Linked DNA regions of Gossypium hirsutum: region 1 is linked to region 2. Evidence: chromatin contacts called from public Hi-C data. All regions are on one chromosome and are shown on one strand. The core of a region is the stretch at or near the end of the contact, and the rest is flanking DNA. Distances in the headings are between cores, read along the strand shown.

The links. Hi-C and Micro-C count contacts between places; a contact is called where the count stands out from the background.
Region 1: a contact with region 2 is called in a Hi-C map of leaf, with 2.1 times the contacts expected there. The contact joins the promoter of LOC107893866 here to the enhancer-like site in region 2. A contact is called at or near these places in 3 of 34 Hi-C or Micro-C datasets (all in leaf).

Annotation. Positions count from the first base shown.
Region 1 is chrA13:32,809,902-32,815,645 of Gossypium_hirsutum_v2.1, reverse strand. LOC107893866 reads right to left here and starts at 2,430. Exons shown (of 3, transcript XM_016819007.2): 1 at 1,795-2,430; 2 at 998-1,052; 3 at 1-417. The coding sequence starts at 1,896. The coding sequence ends at 38. LOC107893865 (chorismate mutase 3, chloroplastic) reads right to left here. Exons shown (of 6, transcript XM_016819006.2): 2 at 4,993-5,221; 3 at 4,822-4,908; 4 at 3,662-3,805; 5 at 3,244-3,336; 6 at 2,509-3,130. The coding sequence ends at 2,888.
Region 2 is chrA13:32,408,500-32,414,285 of Gossypium_hirsutum_v2.1, reverse strand. It overlaps the pseudogene LOC107920674. Among protein-coding and RNA genes, the nearest start is that of LOC121213151, 23 kb to the right of the region's middle. Within about 2 kb of position 3,920, at least 6 of the 9 cell types and tissues checked have an H3K27ac peak or open chromatin away from gene starts, as enhancers often do. A contact at or near this core is called in leaf, where this site is marked.

The DNA of each region.
Region 1 (5,744 bases), core at 1,181-3,680, 400 kb before region 2:
CCCTCCAAATAAATAAGCAGTGATGAATAATATGTGCTCAAAATTCTTCAACTCTAACAGCATCCCTGGGTGTTTCATAAGCATCTTTTGGCCTTGACTTCTTAACTCCAGCAGTAAACCACACCTTGTCTGATTTATAGCCTTCAACTGCCACACTTGTCACTTTAACCCAAACTAGGACCTTTGTCTTCATTCCCTCGATGCCTGTCAGCTTTCCCCGAAGGAGAATCCCCTTCACACGCGTTGCGTATCTTATGACCGAGGAATCCTTGAAGCTGACCTCACACGGAGAGGACATGTAAACAATCAGCTTCGCCTTGGTTTCATCAAATTCGTAACAGATAACATTCTGGGGAAAGAGGCCTGGCGGTAAGTTGTACTCTCGAAGGAGATCCGGCAAGCTTTTCGTTGGCTTTCCTGTAGGAAAGAACTAGTTATTTCGTGCAATATATTCAGGAAAGCAAGCAGAACAAAGTCATGCATAATATTGTTCTTGAACGAAATATTCAATCAATAACACATCATGCAAAAGAAAGACCACTGATAGAAATTTCTTTTTCATATCGAAGAACAAGGAGCTGAAGCAAGCCAGAGGAGGATTTTAACCACAAACTGAACATCACAAGAGTGGAGATAATGCAACTATTTGATAGTTGACTATCACACTAGATTTGTTCATATTTCTCATATCAGTGTTCATGAAAGGGTTAGGAACTGAAAATTTCAAGATATGGTGATTTTCGACGGCAAACCCTTTCTTTTTTTTCCTTATAATAGCTGAACGGGAGGGAAGGACTCATGCTTGGAGTCTCCTTTAATGAAGCAAGGTAGGAGCCAGAAATATTAGGCATTGCAAAGCATTTGAAGACCACAAAAAAGTAAGTATCTGCCACTCTCCTTAACTGAAAAATACGCACTTACTCGCTACTCAGTCTATGCTTCGTCACGCTGACTGATACAATCAAAAAATGAGTACGCATATAAAATAATTCTTTACCTTTCAGTTTGTTGAAAACCCATTTTGCCTTCTCTTCAACGGTGTTTGAGAAAGTCTGCAGAAATTAACATTTCAGAGAAACTGAAAGGTAAAGGAGCATGAACTATAAATATACAAATGGACATTCGAAATCATGTTTCAATGTCTATTAGCATTAGTACTCTTCTTTAAAAGTTCAACTCAGTGATGGCTTTTCCCAACTATATACTGATAAGATAAAACTAATTTAAACATCAGGTCTAAGGTGGTCTTTTGGTACTAGATAACTACAGTAATGCTAATGCAATGAAAGGACGATACTTAAAAACATCCATTGTTGAACCAAACCTTTGTCCTAAAACTCTAGAATAAATTTGAAATGTTTCCACATGTCTAAGACAAACATATATGATAATTTGAAATCAGGGGGAATCCCACACAGAAGTACAAGAAATTGAGCAAAAATCAAATCACTTGCAATACTATCTTCCAAGACAAAATGCAATCTTTATCATCTGAAATGAAGAAATGAATGTCCTACACATAAATCTTATCACAAAAATACATTTTCATCTCAGCCAAACATTTTATTTTTTTACAAATATGTTTATGTTTTGTTCATAACCCCATCTCTGAAATCAGTACTTTTTTGCTTAAAAGTAAAACCCCACAGATCTTGCATTACCTAACAATTCCATTTACTATCAAAAGGTTATCCTTATATCAACCCACATTATAAAATCCATAAACCAAAATACTAATACAAAGAAGAAAAAAGCCAAAAAAAAAAACCCAAAAAAGAAGAGAACTTTACTTACAGTCAGATCTTCAGTGATGTTTGAGAACTCTTCCTTAGCTTTCTTTGAGATCCATAACCCACCAACTTTCAAGCTCCCAACTTTAGTTAATGCTTTCTCCATTTTCTCCTTGTCTCTGCCTCTCACCAAAAGAGCAAAGCTTTCCCTCTTTTGCTCAGTGAGTTAAAAGAAAGAAAAGCTAAAGATGAAGGAACAAATCCCAAAAGCAACAGACAAATATTCACATGCTAGCTGTACATTGAAGAAGATGAAACAAAAAAGCGGCTGTCTTGTGGGTTGGGATTCTCGACCATTTAAATTTTTGTCAAGGGTGTTTATGTCATTTGAAAAATGACGGTGACAGTGCTATTCTGTTGTCTTTTTCCAGATTTTCTGCTATTTGAAAATTTTTCTGTTAATTTGTACCAATTATCCCATTTTTTTTAAAAAGATATTTTTTCTATTTCTGGAGATAATCTATTGAAAATTACAGAACTGTCCTTAAATGAATTTATTTTGTGGAACACGAAGACTTCAAAGTCACTACTTCAGTCACTTCTCAGCAGCTAAGAAGGTTGAAAATTGGAAAGGAAAAAGGAAAGATGACATTGTGATTGACAGAAGATTATAAAAGTTTTCCAATTTTACTCTTTTTTATGTGCAAGAAGCTTAATAATTGTGCTCTAATATTATAATATAATTAAGCTATGATTAAAACATGAGAGCTGCACATGGTAGGATCAAGATTCATTCATTTTCCAGCTCAAAAGTTGACAATGACAACCATTGTTTTAGAAGAAAGTTTTAAACACTACGTAAATCAAACTAAAATGAGTTTACAAAAAAGAGAAGCTGCCCTTCCTGAACTCAAATGAATGTATTACTAACACAAGCTTGAAGCTCACATTGCTGTTAGATGATCACATAGGAGGGACGAGTTCTTTTTCCGTATTCGAACCCTTTGCCTTCTTGATGAAGAACATTACTGGGTATTTGGAAAGTTGTGCTATAAATTAGAAAACTGAAATTCTGTAGTTTAACATGTAAAAGGTAGTGATGTTCATACACCCTTTGGTTTCCCCTTCCCTTGGTCAGTTGTGAGGGAAACTTTACATTAGTCCAACCGTCGCAACAAGTATTCAACTTGAACTTCCTTTGTTAAGGGCATGATCCAATCTCCGTAGAGATCAGCTACTAAACTTGGCTCGATTTTGTACACAGGATCTGGAACTGCTGCAACACCATTCAGTTGAAAGTTTAGCTCTTGACCATATGTTTTCGTTTTCATATCTACTCTCTTTTTCACTGCTGTTTCCACTGTTTCGTATGTTAGCAACTCCATCAATCGAGACCGGTCCTGTTAGGTGATGTTCCGAAGGCAAAGAGGAAAGGAAGGAAATCTGTTAATTATGAATATGAAGCAGCCTAAACAAAAAGGATGAAGTAGGATAAATGTGAAAGGAACTTCACTTTTGCTCTAATGGCATCCTCATAAGTTTTAGGTGATTCTCGAAATTTCGCCTCTGCTACAAATTTTCCATAGTGAATTCTTTTTGAAAGTGCCTGTAAGGGGAAAAGTTGAAAAATAACCAAGGTTTCCAAAACAAAATTCCTTTAACATGTAAAGATAAATAGAAGCCTCCCTGGGAGGAAATAAAAGGGGCTAAAATTATAATAGGAACAAAGTAAACAAAGGAGACTTATGATGAAAACTAAAGGAAATTCTAAACTATTCCACCCTCCCTAAGAGGAAAGAGAAAGGAGGTTACAATAAAATATCCCATCTTCTCTACTGTTTGAATGTTATCGATGAACAATGATTCACGATTTAAATCCAGATAAGAGCAGCTAAGAATTGATGAAAGGAACAATAGCTTATAAGGCATACCTGCAAGCACATTGTATCGCATACAGCAGTAGACCCACAATTACCATCATCTCCAGCTTTTACCAATCTTGGTAGAAGCTCTGCAAAATACATATTCCAAACCTTATTGTTTATGTTAATTGAAGCAGCACAGTGATGCAAAACCTAGTATCAAACAAAAGAAATGCCCAATGGTTAACGGATATGTCCTGCAACACAACCTTGACAGTCAATAAGGTATCAAGATATTTAAAAGATCCAATGGCAGCTCAGTATGTTGAATCAGTTAAGATTTTTAATGTAGGACTAGTTTAATAGTGTAATTCAAGCTTAGGCAAAAGTTATGAATGGAAATACTCATCAAAGTGATGATATCAGTCGAGGATTTAGTGAGGCACGATATGCTGGCATTAGGTGATGAAACATTGAACTGAAACAAAAACATTACTTCTCATCAAGTTCTAAACTATGATGCACAATTAACAGTGTATACAGAGCAGAATTTCCTGTATAATTAGCATGCTCATGGGAAACATGTGTTGCTGATTTTGCTAGATAAAATGTTTGATGCACAATACTATATCGTTGGCCGTAGTTTACCAAATCCATAATGCTAACTTTTATGAAGCGTTTACTTCTTATGAACCAAATTGTGAATTCCAGTAACCCAGTCATGTTAAAATAAATTACAGCATATTGTAAATGCAAGGCTGGTTATGTAACGGCTTGCAAAACTTAGTAGGATCACAAGAGATGGGAAGTGCAAGGATGAAATATAAGTGTTAACCGGAACCTATCAAACTAAAGTTTTAGGTCATATGGTTGACTATCATGGAATATCAAACTTTGGCATTTGTTTATTGTTTTACATAACTTTAAGCATACCCACAGCTTAAGAGTAGATCATTGATGAAAAAGAAACAAGAGTCGCTTCCAATTAATTATATGTTAAATATTAGTGTTAACATGAACCTATCAAACTAAAGTTTCAAGTCATATGGTTGGCTATCATGGAAAATCAAACTTTGGCTTTTTTTCTTTTGTTGTTTTACATACTTTAAGCATGCCCACACCTTAAAAGTAGGACCATGAAGCCTAAATATTATAAAGTAGGATCATTACTGATTAAGAAATCATGAGTCACTTCCAATTATTCATATGTTAACATCTAAAAGTCTGACCTTTGGATATTGCAAAGGTGGAAGCATTGGCTCGGATAGATATGATGGGAAGAAAGGGTGTTCATCAGGGCTTTTATATCTGCCAACCTATTCACATAGAAAAATCATCAGAATGTTGTACACATGATTTAATCTGTTTACCTAACATCTTCTCCACATAGAGAACACTACCTGAGCATGGAGCCTTTCGGTTTCCCAAACCATGAACTCAACCAAAGACAAAGACCCATGAAATCCATCCATGGAGAATGCATCTTGGTTATATGTGTCTGGGTTATAACAGTACTGAGCTCTCTCCAAAAGGCTACATATTATGCTATCTTCTTGTCGAATTAAGGACTGTCTTATACTGTTGAGAGTAAGGTTCTCACTCTCATCCACCCTTGGCTTCTTTGAAAATCTGTATGAAAATAATACAAGCATATGCATTACAAGTAACCATAGTATCCCAAAGAAAATTTTACTATCTTCAGCTAAATTTACCTCGTCTTATCTCTAATTGATATACAAACAAACAAATAAAGTAATTCTAAACCATAAATTTTAGGATTTATTTTCAATATAACAAAAAAAAATTACTTTTAACTTAATCAAGCACTGAATGCAACAAAAAGGAATGAACAATCACAAAGCTCTCCCTTATGCAATATGTTCATATGGATTTCCCAAACTTCAAAGTACAAATTTCAACGGACAAAGGGCAGTCTTTGCTTGGTACAAAGGGGGAAAAGATGGAAAAATCTTTTGATCGAATAATAAGTTTCAAAAACCACCTTAAATTTCATTTTTCCATAACATTTGGAATAAGCAATTTTCATCTCCATCTTCCCTAAGCAAAATAATAATAATAATAATAATAAAGCTTAAATGGACTCCTTTTAAGATCTTTACCATTGCCTTCAACAATATCCACCCTCCACTTA
Region 2 (5,786 bases), core at 2,671-5,170:
AAAGAAATTTCAATTAATTAACCTTGAGTCAGTTGTTCTTACTCTCGAAAGAGATATTAACATAATTTAGGGATTTTTATGGATCAAGATACAAGTGAATAAATCATTTAATTCAGATTCATAATAATAGGTGAAGTTTAGGTGGATTCTTTCTTGGGTATTGTCTATCTCATATGTTAATATTCGTTTATTTCTTTAACTCATTCTCTGTTGTGTTATTAGTTAAATTATTTTAATAAATTTAGATTAAAACACATCACTTAAAATTGTTGGCTAAATAATAGAAAAACGGTAACTACTAATACTTTTAGTCCTCGTGGATACAATATTCTCTACTCACCTTAACTATATTATTGTTCGATAGGTGTGCTTGCCTTTGTCGTATTTATAGTTATTTTAGTGACCATCACACTTGTATCCATCCCTTCTACGAGAATACGATGAATGATTAGTTGGAATTCCTACACTTGATTTACAACAGCTTTAGAATCAACCATTACAAAGTTTAAGAACTTGGCAACTAAGAATTTCTTAGCACCAGCATATTTAGTTTTGTATTTATGGTCCACTGATTCCCATAATTCCTTTGCCATTTTCTTGATACTGTATACCTTATAAAGTTCATTAGATAAACTATTCAAAATGTAGTTACGACATAGGAAATCAAAGTTGTTCCATGCTTCGACAATGTTGAAGGCGGTAATAGCATCTTCCTCATCCTCTCTAAAAATAGGAGGATCATCCTTTAGAAATTTTGTCATATTCAACACGGTCAAATAGAACAATATTTTCTGTTATCATATTTTAAAATTCTCTCCAGTAAATTTTGTAGGCTTTCATTGTGACTTATAGTCACAGGTAATGTTTGGCTCGCAACCTGAGCCTGAGCAATGACAATCGCCTCATCCTTTGAATTGGATGAGTTGTTTGACATATAACACATTTTTCTATAACCGAAATGAAGAACTAGAATTTGTAAATAAATTAAAATTCAAAACAGAAGTATAAACCAATCTTAATAAGTTACGATGGTAACCTGTACGCCTTAGATTAAAACTATAACAAATATTTTTTCTTAAGATTGTAAGAAAATATAATGTATTATGTAGTATTAATATGTTAATAACAATGATAATGCAATACAATGCAGTAGTAGTAACATAATAGAATTCTTGTAATTAGACAGAGTTGAAAATTGGAAGAAGAATTTTGTTGAGGCCTGTATGAAGAATTTCCTTAAGACAGATTTGACCTCTAATTGGTGCTTTGAGTAACGTTGGACGTCTGTCTCCCAGGATACAACAACAAACGATTACAGTAGTAGCACAACAACAACAATCAATTAAACACAATCTTGCCTTTCTCTACCACTAGGAGAAATGATTTAGAAAGAATTTTTGATATTGATGGTTTTTGATGATGTGTTTTTGAAATCTCATAACTTGGCTTTATATAGAGGAGACGAATGAATGAAGAGATTTAGACTGATTCATTAAGAGTTTTGTTGAAAAATTAATAGATGTAAGTGAATAGAGACAATGAATGAAAAAAAACTGCAATATTAAACTAATAGATACAACTATTCAAAAGATACAACTGTATGAAAAAAATCCAATATTAAACCAAGAGATACAATTGTTTAACTTGAGCATCAATTTATCATTTATCACTCAACAATTATTTTCCAACAAAAAGTTTGGTTAATTCGGTTAATACTAGTTCGGATCGGTTAATCGATCGGTTAACCGTTTGAACACCCTTACCTATGGCATGCCAACTATATCCAACACAACCCTAGCAACTAATAGGTACCAATGTTCAATTTCATTTTGCAATTCAGCCCACATTAGATCTCATATCATTTTCATAATTACAATATCATTTCATCATCAAATATATATATTTCATATTATATAACATATTTCATTTCAATTTCTATATCATATATCACAATTCTAGTATTTAATGTCATTTTTCATTTTATTTATTTTAGTCCCCTATCCTAATAATCCATACCAAAACTCAACATAACATTTCATATCTTCAAGACATACTCACATTGACATGCTCTCATTCAACTAACATATATACGCAAACAATTAATTCTATCTAGAATTATAAAAAGTACAAACCGTGGTCTCGTGTCACTAGTTGACAACTCTCATTTTTCCTTTCCCTTTCGAAGGTTTCACGTCGATGTTAGTTATGGGTAGTCACACAATATAACACACTATCAATTTCTAATCAATTAACAACCAAATATCAATTCATGCATATTTTGTAATTTATTCAATTTAGCCCCTAAAACTAAGACAAGCATAACTTTCAATCTAAAGCTTCAAATTGAAATTTGATTTCATATTTATTCATTAGGGACCTTATACTTTCTATTCCTACCACAATTTCATAATAGGTTTTCTTTTAATTAAATTTGGTCCCTGATGTAAACAAGCTAACAATTAAGCTTGTTAAGCTGTACAATTTAGTCATTTACATAACCTAAGCTTAATTTCTATCAATTTCACACCTAATTTATCCAATTCTCAACAATGGTAACTTATCAAAATCTCACTAATTGAACAAATTGATATATGGGTTAGCTTAATCAAGCTCTCATGATAAAAAAATCTATAAAAATCAAAGAAAATGGCTAAAAACTTACTTGTAATGTTGACCAAATGTTACTTCGATTTTGAAGCTTTTCTTCTTAACATAACAATGGATGTGGACGGTGGCCTTTGGGAAGAATATGATGAATTTTGTCATCTTTTCCTACTAAGTTTTACTTATATACTTAGATTAATTTTAGTTAATCTTAATTAGTTTACTTAATCATGATTAATTAAACTCTAATCTTTAATTAACCTAAGCTAATGACAGTTAACATCATATCCCACTATCATCCATTTTGAATTGGTCAACTAGCCATTTTAGTCCTTAGGATAATTGCTATTTAAGTCTTCAAGTCTTTCCCTAATTAAAAATCTATAACGATTAATTTTTTACAATTTAATTCATGGGTCTGGCTACCTGGCTCGGTCTGAAGGCCCGCCCGAAATGTGAGAGGGTTTCGGTAAAAATATAGGCCCGAAAAATGGGCTTGGACAAAAAAATAAGGCTCGTTTAAAAAACGGGTCGGGCCTTGGGTAAGGTATTTTTGGCCCGAGCCCGGCCCCGCCCGAATTCACTAAATGACAAAAAAAAACTGCTCTTTTTTTGTTATTGAATGTTATTTTCTTGTTGTTTTCTCCTTATTTTGCTGCCATATTACTATTATGTTGCTACTATTTTGTTGTTATTGTTTGGATATTTTATAAAACTTATTTTATTATTAATTTTGTTATTATTTTAAAGGCATTTGTTAATTTTGTTATTATTTTAGATGTATTATATATATTTAAAAATTATATAAAATAATACAAAAATTAATACGGGCTGGCGGGTCAGGCTTGAGTTTTAGCATTTTTATTTGGGTTGGGCTTGGAAAAAATTTTAAGCCCATTTTTGGGCCCGGCCCAGCCCGAACCCAATGAATGAGCTTAAATTTTTAGTTGAGCCAAGTCCGAACCCGGCCCGACCCAACCCAACCCATGAGCATCTCTAGTCTTAATTAATCACATTTTTAACTAAATTTTTAAACACACATTATTGTAAAAATTTAAATCATTTAAATAAATAGGGTGAATAGGAATAGATTATGTGAGAAAATTTGGTAAAAGCTAAAAATTTTGGGGTTGGCTTGACTAGAATTTTCATAAAGTTTCTATTTAAAAGCATCACATTTTTTCATCTTTGCTGCAAAATATCTAATATCACGACAAGATGGCCTCTAATTAAGATGTCCCCCCCCCCCCTTCTTCTCCTACCCTTTCAACAGCCAAACATGCTTCAACTTCTCCCATGTGACCAAAATCTCCTGTTTTCCCCTCTTCCAACGGTCTTAATTTAATTTGCTCACTCCATCCTCCTTTAACAATTAACCTCCAACGCAATCTTTGATTTTTTTTATTTGCTCAGGAATATCTGGTTTGAAACATGCTATAATCTCCATTAATGGCATCATTATTACTTTTATCAAATGCTTTTGACTGCAAAAAAGATGTTAATGACACCCATTTCACTAACAAACAAGAGAGTTACTACAAATCTAAATAGCACTTCATTTAGCAAAATGGCATCCGTTAATTTCAATAAACACGATATAACTATATTGTTAATTTCCCTCGTTTATAACATGAGAAATTGAGATAATGATCATGATGATGATGAAGAAGCGCCAAATTGAAGATAAGACGACAAAAGCAACACTCTTTCTTTCACTCATTTTTTTTTTCAATATCATAGAAACATTCTTACTCTTTCTGAACTGAAGGGAAAGGTAGTGATTGGTGGAAACTGATAAAGAAAACCAGGAACAATGGCGTCTCTACCTTTCTCTGCAGCCAGTTTTCACTCCACCTTCACTTGTTTTAACTATAAAGCAAGGAACCCAAATTTATTCTTCCTAAAAAAAGGTTCAAGCTTTACTTTATCAAGGAGAAAATTCTTTATTAAAAGTGTTGCCAGTGACCAAAGGCAGGACCTCAAAGAAGAAGGTCAAATCACTGAAGAAGGTTACTTTCACTTTTTAATCACTTAATGCAATTTCATAGTATTTTTCTCTTTATAAACCTATTAGTAGGCAGTGAAGGGAAGGTTTTGAATAGTTTTGTAATGGGGGCTTGAAGGGTTTTGTACCCTAGATTACTTGGTTCAAGAATTCCTAATATATAATGCTAAAGTGGCTTTTAGGGTCCTCTTTTTTATCTTTGTTTTTCACTTCTTTCCACTAATGGATCTCAAAACCCCCTAATATGTTGATCATGGTGTTTTATTGATCTTTTTTTTTGGTCATTTGAATCATTAATGTGATATGTTGATCTGATTTGCAGCTTCTCTAGATACATTTGTTCCAGATTCTGCATCCATTGCATCAAGTATTAAATACCATTCTGAGTACACACCCTCATTTGCGCCGGACCATTTCGAGCTCCCCAAGGCGTTCAAAGCAACAGCCGAAAGCGTCCGAGATTCGCTTATTATAAACTGGAATGCTACATATGCTTACTATGAGAAAATCAATGTGAAGCAAGCATATTATCTTTCTATGGAGTATCTACAGGTTAATTTGGCCATAAATTTGTCCACTTTTTCCTGCTATTGATTTGGTTTTTGGAATCAAATTACTTGGCCAAATGTTTGTTAAATATTCCCAGTCACCATTGATGCAGGGTAGAGCTTTGCTGAATGCCATTGGTAACTTAGAGCTTACAGGAGCCTATGCAGAAGCTTTGAAGAAACTGGGGCACAATGTGGAGGATGTAGCTAGGGAGGTTAGATCCTTCATGATTTTAAAAACACTTATATTTAGCATAATAATGCCCGGAAGGTTGAAAAAAGTAATGAACTTGCTTAAAATGGGAAATTTAATTATCCAAGAAAGACCTGGCAACTGTAATCAGTAAAGGGAAACAAAACCTTTACATGTTTTACTTAATGGTGAATTCCTTTCAAGGAAATTCTTTATGCTTTGCACATTTTTGCTTTATTCGAGTTACTGAAGATTTCTGTTTCTTGCTGACCAGGAACCAGATGCTGCACTTGGCAATGGTGGCTTAGGACGTTTAGCTTCCTGCTTTTTGGACTCCTTAGCAACATTAAATTACCCTGCTTGGGGATATGGACTTAGATACAAATATGGATTGTTTAAACAGTATATTACAAAAGATGGTCAGGAGGAAGTCGCA